2 separate regions of the Sus scrofa genome follow, and region 2 is linked to region 1. The links are chromatin contacts, called in public HiChIP or PLAC-seq maps. All regions are on one chromosome and are shown on one strand. The core of a region is the stretch at or near the end of the contact, and the rest is flanking DNA. Distances in the headings are between cores, read along the strand shown.

Region 1 (5,309 bases), core at 2,099-4,598:
CCTTGACAAGAGCACTTTGAATGGAGTGCCGGGGTTGGAAGCCAGGAAGCAAGGGGTCAGCAGTCAAGGCTGGAATTCAAGTTGCCTGGCTGCCAGCACCCGCGTCCTTGCCACGATGCCAGGAATTGCTCCTTTCTGAAAATTCCCGTTTTAAGTCATGCCTCCAGAACACTCATTTGGAGAGTGGTAAAGAGTAGGATTCTACAATCTGTGAATGAAATGCCCCCTCTTCATCCTTATTTTTATTTTTTGTGGATCCAGTGAAGGTGGTTGTTTCCTTTCATTAGAAATATGTTGCATCCTTTTGGAGGGTTTGTGTTTACATTACCATTTTATTGCTATATGGTTCCTTTTCCTATAACATATTTTGCAACTGTAAAAACAAACAAACAAATGAAACCCAAACAACATATGTGCTTTGCATTAAATTCCAAAGGTTCAAACCCCTCACTTATGCACATTTTTGGAGGCAAAGTGTGGGACTTGGAAAAACCGAGAAGAACCATGCAATTTGGCAAATCCTCCTTTAATAAATGATAGCAGTTGCTTCGGAGACTGATTTGGTCAGACGGATCGTGTTTGTCAGGGCTGTCATTAAAAGCCTAATATTTTTCCCCTTGCAGAATGTCTCCAAGTAATCCAAACGTGGGCAGCGGCTAAGCACGGTCAATTTCATGACCTCCTTCCTGCTACCCACCTCCCCCTCCCGGCTATCTCAACTCCCCAGTGGTTGATTCCCTCATCCGTAGCAACAACTGCAGCTGCTACTGTTTCTTGACTCTGGCAAGGCAGGTGGGCTCAGGGCCAAGTCTACTGTCCAGGGCTCCCCATGGAAGATGCTAGAAGAACGTTGCACACTCTCTCACCATCAGTGACCCAAGTTCATCACCTCTGCCGAACATCTGGATTGCAACACCCCAAGTTCAAAGGTCCAGCGTGTAGGTCTGCACCTGGCCTGGCTGTTTAAACGGAGCTGACCTCAAACCAAACACAGGGCCTCTGTGCTGCTAGTTATGCGGAGGGTTGGAGGCCAAATATAAATATTAACTTCAGCATCTTCTCCCTACAGGCGTTTAGCACTAAAAACATGCATATTAACCATCTACTATGCAGAAAAACCACTCAACTCTTCTCTGAGTCCTGAGCTCTTTTCCCAAGCAGGCTTCTCTCCTTTTCAACAACTGTTTTGAATGGCCGTTGCTTGAAAAACATCACGGCCCCTTTCCACCGCAGAGCCCACTGTAGCTTCATGCATATCAAGTCATCAGGTGGTGGGCATGCTGCAGAGGTGGTGTTTCCCATCCCTGGGAGGGGCTGTGAGCCAGGACCATATGTTTTTAAAACCTCTGAGATTTCACTGCCAGGGAGCAAAGTCAGGGAAGAGCAGGGCAAAATGTGTCCTGGAAGTAGAAGTCAGTTGTTTTTTTTGTTTTTTGGTTTTTTTTTGCTTTTTGTGGCTGAACCTTCAGTACATGGAAGTTCCCAGGCTAGGAGTTGAATCGGAGCTGCAACTGCCAGCCTATGCCACAGCCACAGCAATGACAGATCTGAGCCAAATCTGTGACCTATGCTGCAGCTTGTGGCAATGCTGGATCCTTAACCCAGTGAGCAAGGCCAGGGATCGAACCCACATCCTCATGGTTCCTAGTTGGATTCGTTTCCACTGCACCAAGATGGGAACTCCTGCTTATCAATTATAAATATAATACTTTGCATCTACTAACCCCAAATTCCCTGTCCTTCCCACTCCCTCCCCCTCCCAGGAAGTTGGTTCTTAATTCTCAGCAGCTCAGAGACCGTCCTCTTTGAAGTCGGCTGAGGAAGATGGATGAGCGTGTGTGGCAGGTGTTGGCTGAGAGCAGCCAGGGGCAAACAGGTGTAGTCGTTTAAAGGAAAGACATCACGTGATTCCTGGGCACAGGCATGGACCTAGTTTTCCTGTTTCTAGAAAGAGGCCTGAAGATAGAGCACAGTTGCATTTCCACAAACATTCATTACCAAGTTGTTCCAAGCTAGTAAGTGCTAGGGGACAGGGGCATGTCCTAAATATTAGGGGACGAAGAGATGAAAAGAGTCTAACATTCTCTCAGATACTTAATAAAAGTTTCACAGAGAAAGGAATGTCTGAGTGGGATCTTTCACCTGTTCCTTCACTCAACACATATTTATCGAGCCCTATCATGTGCTAGCACCATGCTGGGTGCCAGGCAGAAGACAGGCAAGATCTCGCCCATCGCAGGGCTAATGTTTGTGAAGCTACACTACAGGCCTGTTGAGTGCCAGGTCCTGGGAGACACCCCCTTTGAGATAACCATCTATTGAAACAGATGAGAGGGCCAGACAAGCCATTTTAAAAAGTACCGTGGGGGAGTTCCTATTGTGACTTAGCAGGTAACAAGCCCAACTAGCATCCATGAGGACACGGATTCCATCCCTGGCTTCAATCAGTGGATTAACGACATGGTGTGGCCGTGAGCTGTGGTATAGGTCCCGGATAAGGCTCAGATCTGGCATTGCTGTGGCTGTGGCGTAGACCGGCAGCTGCAGCTCCGATTTGATCCCTAGCTTGGGAGCTTCCATGTGCCACAGGTGCAGCCCTAAAAAGCAACAACAACAACAACAACAACAAAGTGCCACAGGTGCTCTGATCAGGAAGCTATGGGGGTAATGAAAAGGGAACCAGTCTCTTTCAATGCTTCTCAATGGGGGTAAGGGAGCAATTTTGTCCACAAAAGAACACTTTGCAGTCTTTGGACACATTTTTCTTGTTGCCATGGTAGGGGAAAGGGAGCTACTGGCATCTTGGAGGTAGATCCCGGGGATGCTGCTAAACATCCTACAGCGCCCAGGGCAGCCCCCACAACAAAGAACTATTCAACCCTAAATGTTCAAGTGCTAAAGCTGAGAAACTCGGGTTTAGTCCTAGGCTCAGGGAATACTTTGGGGACAAGTAGACAATGCTAGGTGTTCAGAATGCAGGGCATTAGTAGGGACCTGGAGTCTAATTAGAGGACATGGTAGAAGGACATAGGAGTCCCCGGGAGCTCGAGTTGAGGATGCAGGGACACTGGAGGGGAGATGGTAGGACATGAAAAAATATCCACTCTGTTTCCAGAGTAAGTAGGGGGTCTTCTGTGCCATATCGTAAAGTGTGGACTTTGGAAGGCAGTTTGGGCTGATACGATCTTTCCACCCACCACTGTCACACTCACATCCACCCACTTGGAAAATTTCAGGTCCAGAGATGTGACTCAATTTGCTTTTAAAAAATTCAGTCTAATAACAATGCAGATGATTGGCGAGGGGAGAGATTGGAGGCATGTGAGAGGCTTTTGCAATACAGAGATGACGAATGGAGGCCATGGCCGTGAACATGAGGAAGCTGCAACAGATTCCTGAGAATAGAGACATTTTTATGCTCAGTGATTAATTGGACTCTGGGAGAGAAGGAATTGCTGAGGGTGACTATGAGGTTCCCAGCTGAGGACTAGCATGAGTGGTGAGGGGTGTTACAGAGGAGAAGTAATTTGAAGGGGACATTCAGTTTAGAAATATGGTGTTTTAGGGGCAAGCTCTGTGCTTGAAGAGAAAGGTGGATCTGGGGCTGAGGAAAAAGCTACACTGGAGACACGGATGGATGTAGGGACTACTAGTGCCCGTGGGCAGTAACCAAAGGCTTGGAAGTAGAGTAGGCCGTTGGGGGAATCATCCAGTGAGAGATGAGAAGGAAAAGGCAAAGAGCAGAGTGTTGGGGTTCACCTATAGTTAAAAGAGCAGAAAGAGACAGCGAAGCAGAAGAGGGACCAGTAAGTCGCTGTCTTTTGAGAAGTGACATCTGTCAAGGAAGGGACTCACTTGAAGAATAAGAACTCGGTTGAGCTATCCAATGGAGCAGAGGCTCAGCAGGAAGTGAAATTAGATGAAGCTGCTGGACATGTCAATCAAGAAGTCACTGGTGACCTTTTCAAGAGCAGTTTCACTATAATGGCGAGTGCAGAATTTATTTAAAGACACTTGATTACCCCAAATGTAGAGGAAGAAAATGGGAATTGAATGTCTTTATATCTGGGCAGAATTTGTATAGCAGTCATATTCTAGATTTGGCAAACAGAAAAGGAGGATATCAATTAAGCAGCAACAAACCAGATTCACAATCGGCCAAATCATAAGAACACTTATTGTATACTAAAAAAGTTTGCAGGCAAGCAGCCCCAGAGTCAATCGGGCAGCTTAGCAAAGTTGTTAAGAATCTGGACTCTTTCTATTTTTCTGCTCTGTCATTTTCGTGCTTATAACTGCATGGTCACAAAATGGCAGCTCACCTGACAGCACCTAAAACAAGAAGGAAGACAGCAGGGGCCAAAATGAGGCTCGCCTCACATTCCTCTCTCCTTTTATTGGGAGACTTTCCCTTATATCTCCTTGGGAACTCAATCACATACCCTCTCCTAGACCAATTAATACAAAGGTAAACAGGTGGCCATAAATGGCTTGCAATGATCATGATTCCTTCCCTGGAGCTAACAACATAGCTACCTGAACAGAATTATGTTCAGTTCACAGGAAAGAAGAGGAACTAGCACTTGGGATGGCAACGAGCAGTGTCTGCCAGAGGAAACCATCCTTGCATAGGCTGAGGATGGATCATGGGAGAGCAAACCAGAGACCTTACAGAATGGGATGAGAGCTTCAAAAAGAATAATTTAATTTTATATTGATGTTCACAACAGAGGTATGACATCCACCATTTATTTACCAACTTTGGACAGAAGGCTGATTGCTTTGCAGACCATACACTGAGAATCACCAAGATCTAGGCAATAATTAAGATAATGCTGGCAAGAAAGGGTACTCGATGAGTGCTTACTATGTGCTAGACACTTTACATTCATTATCTCAGTTACTCTTCAAAACATGAGATAAGAGAGATGCTACTAATATTTCCATTGTATAGAGGAGAAAACAGGGGGTATAGGGGTTCAATAACTTGCCAGAAGTCCCAAGTAGCAGCTAACCCAAGGCTGCCTCACCCCAAAGTCAGACCATTCACTGTCTCCTTAGAGAAAAAGCCATCGGAAAGTTTTGTTATATCCCAAGGATAGAAGCAATTGTATGTAAGAATTGAAAACTCGGCCTGCCCGTCATGGCTCTGCAGAAATGAATCTGACTTAGCAGCCATAAGGATGCAGGTTTGATCCCTGGCCCTGCTCAGTGGGTTAAGGATCCGGCGTTGCCATGAGCTGTGGTGTAGGTCACACACGTGGCTCAGATCCCACGTTGCTGTGGCATAAGCATTTGACCCCTAGCCT
Region 2 (5,309 bases), core at 990-3,489, 190 kb after region 1:
TTCTCTGAGAATGTCCACACCTTCCTCTCAATAGACTGATCCCCAGGAAAACCACCATGGAACTGTTTGGGTGATGTCCCTTTCCCTCTGGAGACCCAAAGGGCCCTCTGGTAGTGGCGTCAGCTGGCTGCAGCCTGCCCCAAAGGCAGTAGCAAAATGCCTTTCTAATAGAGGCTTAAAAAGAAAATAAATAAATGAAGGAGTTGACAGCCCAAGAGACAGGTCAACTCTAGGGCATCATGCATGTGTCACTGGCCATAGAGAACGTCCTTGTACACAAGTCATAGCTCTGATGGAAATTTCCACAGATGTTCCCCAAATCTCACCTCGGGCACAAATCATCGTTCCTCCAGAGCCAGGAACTGCCGTCTGGTTGCACAGGCAGAGAGAGAAGGGCAGGGAAATTCATTTTCCCAGGGACACCCCGCCAACAATGGGGGTGGCAGCCAGTGGCTAAATGCCCAGATTCCCCCCACCCCAAAGGGACAATGCAAAGGTCCATTCCTAGGGTTTCCTGCAGGTTACCCAGTGGGTACCCAGAAGCTAAGGCACCTTCTCCTTTCCCTCCCCCACTCTCCCTCACGCCTGCTTCCTGGATCACTTCCCCAAATCACCTACTGCACCCGTGCCCTTCTCCCAGAACCAGCTCGGGGAGGAGCCTGAATTGGGACATCAAGATCGTCCCCACAGCTGAAGGAATCAGGCTTCCTTAGAGGGTCCCACAAGACTGTAGGGCTTCAGCGCCCCGCCCCTGCCCCCCCCCCAGGATGCTGGGGAGAGGGGGTGGAGAGGAGTCGTGGCAGGTAAGGAAAATCTTGGGAAACTACAAAGTTAAGTAGCTTTTAAAAAGCTGAAACCTGGCTGGGAAATCACTGCAAGAGTACAAATTGAAAAATGTGCTAGCGACAGCTGAGTATCTGTCAACTGACAAGAGAGGGCTTTGCGCAGAAAACGGAGCAGAGCTCAGTGTCAGGGGGACAGATTGGCCCAATTAAGGATAAGAGAGGTTGGGGAGGAGGAGTGAGTTATGGGCCCAGACTTGGCGAGGGGGCGCAGGAGTCTCTGGGGTGTCCTGTGCTCTGCCCACAACGTCAGGTGAGCCTAAAGGAGGGGGCCTCAACAGACAAAGAGGAAGGGAAAGGACCCCTCAGAGGGCTGTGTGTACCTCTGCTGCCCTACCCTCACTCCACACACACACCCCAAGGGTGCATCGCTGCTCAGAGCTTGGCGTTTCCTAAGTGTGTGCTCTGTGGAACGCTGATTGCATAACAGTCTCTAGAGAAGAGAAGAGAGGGTAGGTGTTCTGTGGGAAGCCCCTCTTGGAGATTCCTTCCTTCAACAAGTGTCCGTGGAGTCTGTTCCAGGCATGACCCTGGGACTGGGATTTCAGCAGTAGACAGTAGGGGCTAAATGACACCCTGTTTCAGCAGCTATGCAACCCTTTGGGGAAAGCAGGTATTAAATTACATCAGCTAAGAGTTCCCATTGTGGCTCTGGGGGTCAAGGACCCAACATTGTCTCTGTGAGGATGTGGGTTTGATTCCTGGCCTCACTTGGTGGGTTAAGGATCTGGCCTTGCTGCAAGCTGCAGCACAGGTCGCCGATGTGGCTTGGATCCCTCGTTGCAGTGGCTGTGGTGTAGGCCAGCAGCTCTAGCTCTGATCTGACCCCTAGCCCGGGAACTTCCATATGTCTCAGGTGGGGTCCTTAAAAAAAAAATTTCAAGACAGCGACAGCAAGGCATGAAACTCAAAAGGACAGGGCCCCTCTGAGCCCGGGGCCCTGTGTGGCTGCCCAATCAGCATGCCCATGGAGCTGACCCTGCCTGTGGTCAAGGAAGGCAGGAGACGGCTGGAACTTGCTTAGCACAGTAGCACATGCTCGCTCCAACACAGAACACCTTTTGGGGTTAACAGCCCATGGATCCCCTCTTGGAAACTTGACATCAGCTCGTTCAAACCTAGTAAGAGCTTTGGGAGTCGGGGAAGACCAGGGTAATCACCACTTTGCCCAGAGGGAGAAACTGAGGCAAGGAGAGGAAAGAGTGTCACTCAAAATATGACGGTAAGAGGGAGTGAGGGTAGCTCCACACCAAAACCTCCAGCCTCCGGGTCCAGCATTTTCCCCTGAGAAGTATCAATCTTCCCAACCCTCCGAGACGCTTTACACATCCCTTGTTTGTCGCTCAGGAGAGGGCTGTAATGCTGGCAGGTTGCCAGCCTGAAGCCAGTATTTATTAGGAAATCTCCAGACATGCCAGGAAATTACAGACCAGCAAATTAGTTTAGTCATTTCACTAGTTTATTTAAGGAGCTCTTTGCAAGCTCTGGGGGAAAAAAAAAAAAAAAAGCTCTTTCAAGCTCAAGTTGTTGGAAGGGGTGTTTTTTAGTGCCTCAGAAATGCCATGTTATCCTGAGCATCTGAAGTCCTCCTTGGTGAAAAGTCCCAGCAGACCCAGAAGAAACTTTGATGAAAGTTAAGAATAGCACTGTTCCCCTCACAAGTATGGCAGCCAACCTCCTGGACAGCTCCCAATGACCCCTAACTCCCAGTATTCACACCCTTGAATAACCCTCTCCCATGCAAATAGGGCTGAACTCTAGTCAATAGAATATTGCAGAAATAAGGTTTGTGATTTCCAAGATTAGGTCATAAAAGATATTGAAACTTCCTTCTTCCTCTCTCTTGGATCACTCACTCTGGGGGAAGCCAGCTGCCACATCAGGAGGACACTCTAGCAGCTCTGTGGAGAGGTTCATGTGGCCAGGACCTAAAGTCTTGTTCTAAGAGCCAGACAGTTAAGCCATCTGGGATGTGGATCCTCCAGCTTCAGTCAGGCCTTCAGATGAAAGTAGTCCTGGCTGATGTATTGCCTGCAGCCTCTTGAGAGATCTTTAGTTAGAACTACCAAGGGAAGCTGTTGTTGCCTCCCTGATCCACGGAAGTCAGGTGATAATAAATCTCTGGTTGTTTTAAGCGATTAAGTTTTGGGCTTGTTTGTTATACAGAAATAGACAACTGATACCCTCTGTAAAAAATGGTAATGGGAAATCAACTACCATGGAGTAGGAGGGAACTGCTGTCCTTAAATTAGATCTAAACATGGTCACATCCTTTAGGTCATTGTGTTCTCCTGTTTCTACAACTGTGATTTCAGGAGAGCCCCAGGGACATAGGAGTCACACATTTTGGAGGGTGATGGGGAGGTAGGGAAGGGAGATTGAGTCACTATCTGAGGCTTTTACACAGGATCGTTAAGGTGGTGTGTAGCCCTTTGTGGGGTAATATGAGGCCACATACCAGAGGTGAGAAGCAGCACACACTCCAGTTACATATTCTACAGCTTGAATTGTTACTTAAACAATAACCCTTGCTGATGATTACTGAGCACTCTTTATGCTGAGTACTTCACATTTCCTTTTGGTCCTTTACCTAAATTAACCTTCCCAATAACCCAATGACATGGTTCATTGGTCATACATAACACATCCATCAGGAGGTCAAAACCCAACTTAAATTGGTTTAAGCCCTAATGGGCACTGATGGGCTCCTTAAATGAGAAGTGCAAGAGGTGCTGTGGGCTTCAGGAACTGCTGCATCCAGGATCTCAAAGTTTTCACTCTCCTTCTCTCCCTCCCCTACTCATCTTCTTGATTTTTTCCCTCAAGAAAATTGGACACCAGTAGGTCAGGTCTATGGTCTTGTGACTCATAATTTAAAACCAAGAAAGATCCTTTCCTCCAGCAGCCCCATATCAGACTCCACTGAGGTACTCTGACTGACCCTGCTTGGGTCCTTCAGACCAATCCCTGGGGACAGGGAGAGGAGGCACAGTGATTGGATGGGTCTCAACTATGTGCCCAAGAGGTAGGAAGGGCAGAGTGATCAACAGTCCCACCAGAAACACAGTGGTGGTAATTTCCTAATCACAAAGGGATGATAGGCAGACAAAAACAACACATTTATTACTATTACTATCTTTATGTTAGAAATAAGGAAAGAGGCTCAGAGAAGCTGAAAACCTGCCTGGCATGTACAGGTAGCTGGTTCTCATAGCTAGTAAACAGTAAAACTAGATCGGTCTGACTCCAGGTCCAAAGCTTTTATCTACAGTCGGTGACGATCTCTCTACCTTCCCTACTTATAAGGTCCTCTGCCCCACACAGGAGGTCTGCAAGCAGGATTATCTCCCTTTCAAGAAGCAGAACAGAACAGTTGTCTGACCCCACTCCAGCCCCTGGGACCAATTCTGCATCCCACCCAATCCACACCCTCCCAGCCTAACCAGTTCACCCAAGCCTGGAAAGACTCCCCAGCAGGATCTCCCATCTGCCCTTGACTGTACCAACAACCAAGCTGATCACACCCATCTCCACCCCCAGGTTAAACTTTTCAATGGCATCTCCCTGTTTTTGGAATGAAGACTGGAACTCTTATCTCAGGTACAAGCCCTGAACATTGGCCCCTTGCCAACTTCTACCTTGTTTTTAACTCTCTGTCCCAGTTCTGCACAAGTGCCTTGCTTCCTCTCACCGCAGGACCTTTGCATATTCTATTCCCTTTGCTTGGAGTGTTCACTCCTCTTCTCTCTCACCTACAAAACTCATCCTTCAAATCAGCTCCCAGGCCCACACAGTTGGGGATAATTCCTCTGTTTAGGTCCTCATGGAAATTCAGAGACTTCACTGAGGTCATGAAAATACATCTATGTGTGATTTATGGTGAAAATATGTCTCTCCCACTAGATCATAAGGTCATCAGCGCAGGGATTATGTCCACGTTTCCATTCACTATATCCAGCACTTAGCCCAGTGCCTGGCTCGGAACACATTCTTAAAGAACATTTATTGAATAAATGGAAGCAAGGGAGGAAGAAGGAAGGAAAGGAGGGAGGGAGGGAGGAGAGGGGGGAGGGAGGGACTTTCCATGCCTCAAATTAAGGCTCCATGGAGTAAATCACAAGTAATTTTGAAGACGTTGATTAAACTCTTAAACTAGGATGAACATGAAGAAAATGAAACTATTACAAGCATTAGAGGATTTATTGGCTGAGCCTGGCTGCTTTTTAGTATTATTCCCTTCGTTCTCATTTCATTGGAACCAGAGGGTGAAAATCCTGGGAGGAGGGGGCAGAGGGGGAATAGGATAAAGGAAGAAAGGAGGAAAGAGAGATAGAAAGACAGACTGGAAGGAAGGGTAAATAAAGGGAGGGAGGAGGAGGGGAGGAAGATGAGGGGGAGAAAGAGGTAGAGATGAGAGCATAAGAATGAGGGAGGCAGATGGAGGAAGGAGAGAAAGGGAGGAGGGAG

Evidence for each region. HiChIP or PLAC-seq counts read pairs in DNA pulled down with a chosen protein or histone mark.
Region 2: an H3K27ac HiChIP or PLAC-seq map of alveolar macrophages shows a contact between it and region 1. The contact joins two enhancer-like sites. A contact is called at or near these places in 2 of 5 promoter capture datasets (fetal liver and liver), 1 of 47 Hi-C or Micro-C datasets (fetal heart ventricle) and 1 of 2 datasets of contacts at active chromatin or transcription factors (alveolar macrophages).

Annotation. Positions count from the first base shown.
Region 1 is chr13:53,825,308-53,830,616 of Sscrofa11.1, forward strand. No RefSeq gene overlaps it. Among named protein-coding and RNA genes, the nearest start is that of RYBP, 18 kb to the left of the region's middle. Within about 2 kb of position 3,349, at least 4 of the 83 cell types and tissues checked have an H3K27ac peak or open chromatin away from gene starts, as enhancers often do. A contact at or near this core is called in alveolar macrophages, where this site is marked.
Region 2 is chr13:54,017,307-54,022,615 of Sscrofa11.1, forward strand. No RefSeq gene overlaps it. Among named protein-coding and RNA genes, the nearest start is that of SHQ1, 160 kb to the right of the region's middle. Within about 2 kb of position 2,240, at least 3 of the 83 cell types and tissues checked have an H3K27ac peak or open chromatin away from gene starts, as enhancers often do. A contact at or near this core is called in alveolar macrophages, where this site is marked.